Linked DNA regions of Mus musculus: region 1 is linked to region 2. The links are chromatin contacts, called in public Hi-C maps. All regions are on one chromosome and are shown on one strand. Each heading gives the region's core, a stretch centred on a gene start, on an enhancer-like site or on the middle of the called end of the contact. The rest is flanking DNA. Distances are from core to core; before and after follow the strand shown.

The links. Hi-C and Micro-C count contacts between places; a contact is called where the count stands out from the background.
Region 1: a Hi-C map of bone marrow-derived macrophages shows a contact between it and region 2, with 16 read pairs. The contact joins two enhancer-like sites. A contact is called at or near these places in 8 of 39 promoter capture datasets (the HPC-7 cell line, cranial neural crest, liver and 4 more), 3 of 484 Hi-C or Micro-C datasets (LSK cells, bone marrow-derived macrophages and embryonic stem cells), 7 of 115 datasets of contacts at active chromatin or transcription factors (T-cell acute lymphoblastic leukemia, Th17 cells, kidney and 4 more) and 1 of 9 other capture datasets (embryonic stem cells).

What each region holds. Positions count from the first base shown.
Region 1 is chr2:128,551,992-128,554,840 of GRCm38.p6, forward strand. No RefSeq gene overlaps it. Among named protein-coding and RNA genes, the nearest start is that of Gm39928, 3.7 kb to the left of the region's middle. Within about 2 kb of position 1,295, at least 26 of the 459 cell types and tissues checked have an H3K27ac peak or open chromatin away from gene starts, as enhancers often do. A contact at or near this core is called in bone marrow-derived macrophages, where this site is marked.
Region 2 is chr2:128,081,306-128,084,005 of GRCm38.p6, forward strand. All of the region lies in intron 15 of Acoxl (acyl-Coenzyme A oxidase-like), which reads left to right. Among named protein-coding and RNA genes, the nearest start is that of Bcl2l11, 43 kb to the right of the region's middle. Within about 2 kb of position 1,401, at least 2 of the 459 cell types and tissues checked have an H3K27ac peak or open chromatin away from gene starts, as enhancers often do. A contact at or near this core is called in bone marrow-derived macrophages, where this site is marked.

The DNA.
Region 1 (2,849 bases), core at 45-2,544, 470 kb after region 2:
TGGGTATGTCATTTTTGTTGAACTAAAAATGGACGGCATGGCACGTCACTCTCTACTTCTTTTCTCACGAGTTAGAAAATTGCATGGTGTATGCTTGCAATGTTTTCTGGGAAGGTCTGGATGTGGTAACAGGAGTAAGGCCAGGCTCGGGCTCAGCCTCAGCCGTGGGAAGAGGCAAGGTGCACACATGACTCCCGCAACCAAAACACAGCACAAGAGGTTCTGGGAACTGAAACCACAGGTGAGTCAGCACATGGGAGAGGGAACAGGACAGGGCACGTGAGTAAATCCTCACCCCAGCCCAGCACTTAAGGAGAATGTTCAAAGCAGGAGGCGGGGGAGGGTCCCATCCCAGGTAGGAGGTGCTGGGCCAGGTCACAAGAACCCTTAGGCGAGTCCTAACCACCACTCATCCACTGGCAGGGCTGCATTGCCCAGCTCAGGCAAGCTTTAACTCAGAAGGAGCCCATTACGGCTTGAACTCAAAATGTCCCACACAGGTTCAAGTGTTTGAACACTTGATCCCCAGCTGGTAGCATTGTTCCGGAGGAAGGTTGTAGAGCCTAGGAGGTAGAGCCTTCCTGGAGGAAGTGATTCACTGGTGGGGGGACCCACTCACTTCCTGACTACTCTCTGCTACAGGGCTGCCAAGACAGTGTGGTGTGTCTCCTCAGATTCCTGTTGATGGACTGTGTCCCTTATTAAACCATGAACCACAATAAATGCTTCACTCCCAAAACTGCCTTGTCAGGTATTTTGCCAGAGCAGTAAGAAAGGTAACTACACTGGGCACAAGCTGGCTTCATTTAGGACTCTGAAATATCTGACCCCCATATAGAACCAGCCAGTGGAGGCCCCACCCCAGAAGTTCTTGCTCAACAGACAGACACATCTATCATCGATGTGTTTGTGAAGTCCAGCAACTGATCCAAATCAGTTCCCTCATAGTAAACACTGCACTTAAAGGATTTAAAGGAAATCTCTGTGTAACCAACAAGGAGAAGGGGCCCACTAAGCCTGCTTCCCTCTGAGAAGGAGAAGTAGGTCAAGGCTACGCCCTATCCAGGGATGTGAATGACTCCTGAGCCCGTCTGGTGCTGAGCTAATTCTGTAAGAATGAATTCATCTCATACCCAGCAACCTGGTAACTTGCTTCCTATTGTTATCCCTCCTGAGGAACCCTAGCTTCAGAGAGCTTTAGAACTTCAATCATGGTCAGAGCTAGAATCTGAGTGTTGGCAGCTTTTTCGGAACTTTTCACAACCCCATTGTCCTGAAATGTCTCAGGAGACTGCCACACCCTAACATCCGGGGAATTCCACAAGGGTCAGATCCCTGGGCTTAGCACAGAGTGATCCAAGCTAGGGTGGCATCTCAACAAGAGGTTTATTCATTCTAAAATGCGGGAGATGTGGCTGGGCCATGCATACTAGGAGCATTTGTAGGCTCTCTCTGCCAACATGCCAACCAAGCCTCATGCAGGTTTGGTGAAAGGCAAGAATCAACAATTTTCCAGCCATGCGACAGCTGCTTGGGGGAAGGTAGGCCATGGGATGGCAAGGGTAGGACACACTATTTCCCACTGTCTGGCCTCAACTTGCCCATAGTACAGAAGGCTAGATGCTACTTAGGTTTGGAAGATGGGGCCAAAGCAACAAGTATATGTTAAAAACCAGGGTGTCCTGGCCCCCCATCTCTGTTTTTAACCTGTATAGCCCGTGACTAGGCAGTCTCACGAAGACCTGCTAGCAGCTGTCTCCTGTGGCCCCAGCCATCTTTCTTTTTCTTTTTTCTTTTTTTTTTTTTTATTACGTATTTTCTTCAATTACATTTCCAATGCTATCCCAAAAGTCCCCCCCCCCCACTCCCCTACCCACCCATTCCCATTTTTTGGCCCTGGCATTCCCCTGTACTGGGGTATATAACGATTGCCTGACCAATGGGCCTCTCTTTCCAGTGATGGCCGACTAGGTCATCTTTTGATACATATGCAGCTAGAGTCAAGAGCTCTGGGGTACTGGTTAGTTCATAATGTTGTTCCACCTATAGGGTTGCAGTTCCCTTTAGCTCCTTGGGTACTTTCTCTAACTCCTCCATTGGGGGCCCTGTGATCCATCCAATAGTTGACTGTGAGCATCCACTTCTGTGTTTGCTAGGCCCCGGCCTAGTCTCACAAGGGACAGCTATATCACCGTCCTTGCAACAAAGGCTTGCTAGTGTATGCAATGGTGTCATCGCTTGGAGGCTAATTATGGGATGGATCCCTGGATATGGCAGTCTCTAGATGGACCATCCTTTTGTCTCAGCTCCAAACTTTGTCTCTGTAACTCCTTCCATGGGTGACCCAGCCATCTTTCAAGGCTGGCGTTGTTCCCACTTACACCCTGAGAGTTGGCAACCCTGGTGACTCCTGCTAAAGAGTCATAGCTGCAAGTCTCTAAGGAAGAAGTGTAGATGGCAGGAGACAGGCCCTTCTCCAAGATACAGGCTCTTCTTGGCCCAGGTTCACAGGCCCTTTTCAGGTTCTGTAGCCCATGCATTTTCATTGGTGGGTGTGACACTCTTGCTGGGTTCTCAGAGCAGCCATCTCTGGTTTGGTACATGAGTGTTAGGGGAAAGAGAAAGGCCATTAAGTTATGGCTCCCTTCTGGCTCTCCAGGAGAGGGAAATGAGACGCTGCAGTCACAGTGCACAGAGAGCATGAACCTGTTGCCAGCTGTGAGCTTGCTCTCAGCAGTTTTTGGTACAAGGGCCATCTTGGATGTCAGAGTCAGGCTCTCAATGGCACCCTCCTCCATAGAGCATACACTAGCCTGCTGCTAACTATATTTTATATTCATACTTCTGAT
Region 2 (2,700 bases), core at 151-2,650:
CATCTCCATACATATGGCACACAGACATACATGTAGACACACACATGCATGCACACGCACGCACAAATATCTTCTTAAAAGAACTCTGTATTTTGATTGGTTGTGCTTTTCTGTAATGGTCTCTGTTGCAAAGGGAAATTTCCTTGATGAGGCTGGAGACTACACTTATGTGTGTATAAAGACAAATATTTAGGATGTAATTAGAGATTATGCGGGTTAAGTAAAGCGGTGGTGTTAGGCCTCTTCCAAGATCTATGACTTCACTAGCCTTGCATAGCCAGCTGGCTTCTAGTATCAGATATGATTTCCCTCTTGTTGAGAGGGTTGTAAGTCCATTTGGAGAGTTGTTGGTTCCTGCCAGACATGTGTGCCACTACTGCACCCTTGGACGTATCACACTGGGCTGGCTGTAGTTATATCTCATAAACGGTAAAGCGGGTAGGGTTGTGGGTCGCTTCCCTCCTTTGGAAGTTTTCATGGTGTCTTCTGGTACCACGAAAACTAGCCCTCAACTAGTCTTGAAGAGAATTTCAAGTCAGTTCCAAACTCAGGGATATCTGGGCCCTGTGTCTGCAATGCCTGGTGTCTCTATTAATAGAGACTTACCGCCTACCTCTGGGGGACAACCAAGGATAATAACAGTAGTCTATAATGTTTTGGGACCCTCTTGGACAACCATGACCAGCAAGCAGCTCAAAAGAGGGCTTTTCATGCCTGATGTGAGGGTTTCTGTTAGATGGTCTTAGGCTCTTGGAGAGAGCATTGTCAGTCCAGATGGAAATTGTTCATTTGAACTACATATGTATACTTATATGACTCAGGGTATTTTAGGTATTTTTAGGTAGATAGTTAATATTATGATTCCTTTTGGCTTTTTCCAGACATCTTTACTGCTAGTCTACCCTCCTGTAGTTACCTTCCTCCCCACCCCTGCTCCCATTAGCTTCCCCTTTTCCATTTTCCTGATCAGATCACATGTACTCCACTATTCTCCTCTCTATTGCTCCCCCCAGGCCCCACCATGTCAATGGTACCTTATTTTCCTGAGTATTGCAGTTACTCCAGACTATGCATGCACATCTGAAGATCTGGAACTAGAAGCTCCAGATGAGAGAATCCATGTGATGTTTGTCTATCTGGGTCTGGGTTACCTCATTTAATGTGTTCGTTTCTAGTTCCATCCATGTACTGCCAAAGGTCGTGACTTCAATTTTCTTTACCACTGAGTAATATTCTATAGAGTATATGTACATTTTCATTTACCTCTTGTCTGTCTAAGGCTATTAGGTTGTTCCTATTTCCTAGCTGTTGTGAATAGAACAGCACTGCATAAGGCTGAGCAAGTGTCTGTGGAGTCCTTTGTGCACATGCCCAGGAGTGGTACATCTGGATCACATGGTAGTCTGGCTGCTCAGAATCACTGAAAGGGCAACAGGAATTTACCCTCCCTGGTTTGGAAATAAGTTCCTACCCCTTTGTTTCTCACCATGTGATTTAACAATTATAACTTGTACAGTAAACTGCAAAGATCTATGTCAGCATTCTGAGCTGACTATAAGTAAACATGTAGTGTGTATGGGGGAGGGGGGAGGACAAGGGGAAGGAACAGTAAGTCATCTCAAAATAAGATTCCCTGAGTACCCATGTGGGTGGAGAAAATGTGAGAGAGTAAAACAGAATAGGTAGGCTTGTGTCCATGAGCGTCAGGATTAAGAATAAGAGCTTTGGAGTTTCTTGGTCAGCCAATCTAGCCCAAGCAGTGATCCCAAGTGTAGGGACAAAAACTAAGGTGATCAGCCATAGGAGATGACACTTGACATCAACCTCTGGCTGCAACATGCATGTATGCACTCATGGGCACACACAGGCACACATGCATACATGTACAAATGCATACAAAATAATTCAAAATCTTTTTTAAAAAAAAGATTAAGACCTTCTACACCATCAATAAAAAATAGATATTGGGAGGGTATGGGGGCTTTGGGGATAGTATTTGAAAGGTATATGAAGAAAATATCTAACAAAAAATATCTTAATTAAAAAAATAGATGTTGCACAAATTCTTGCCTTATCATGGCACTTCTGGATATGATGTTATATATTTCTTAAAAAGCATTGCCCCATAGGGCACTGTAAATTTAGAAATATTTGCAAGGAGCACACACTTAAACATGAGTTTTAAAGGGCAGCATATTCTAGTCTCCAAAACATTTAGCAAATAACCTTTGAGTTCACATGAGCCACCCACACAAAAACCAAAATGAACTACACAGAAAAAAAAAATTGCAAAAGCAACTGTCTGTTGACAACCAGATTTTCTTTCAGCCCTCGAGTTCTGGTCTATAAATAATCCGTGTGTTTCGAGTCTGACCATTGTCTTCAGAGGCCCCTCCTGACATATTCTCAGTTCAGGGTGTCTTAAAACAAATATTAAATGTGTAAATCATGGAAACTATTATGTTTTTAGAGAGCTATTGGAGATATGTGCTTTTTAGATACCCAAAGTGTCAAAATGAAACATTAAGATGATGTATTCTTTCTTTGGAGCATCTGTTTATCTTTTGTGAGATCTCAAGCTTGATAAATCACCAGAGATAAAAACTTCATTTTTAACTTATTGTAAATCCCAAATGCTGAGAAGAAAAATAGTGCTGAGTCTTCTCTATGTGACTTTCCCTCTCTCTCTGCTGATGACTT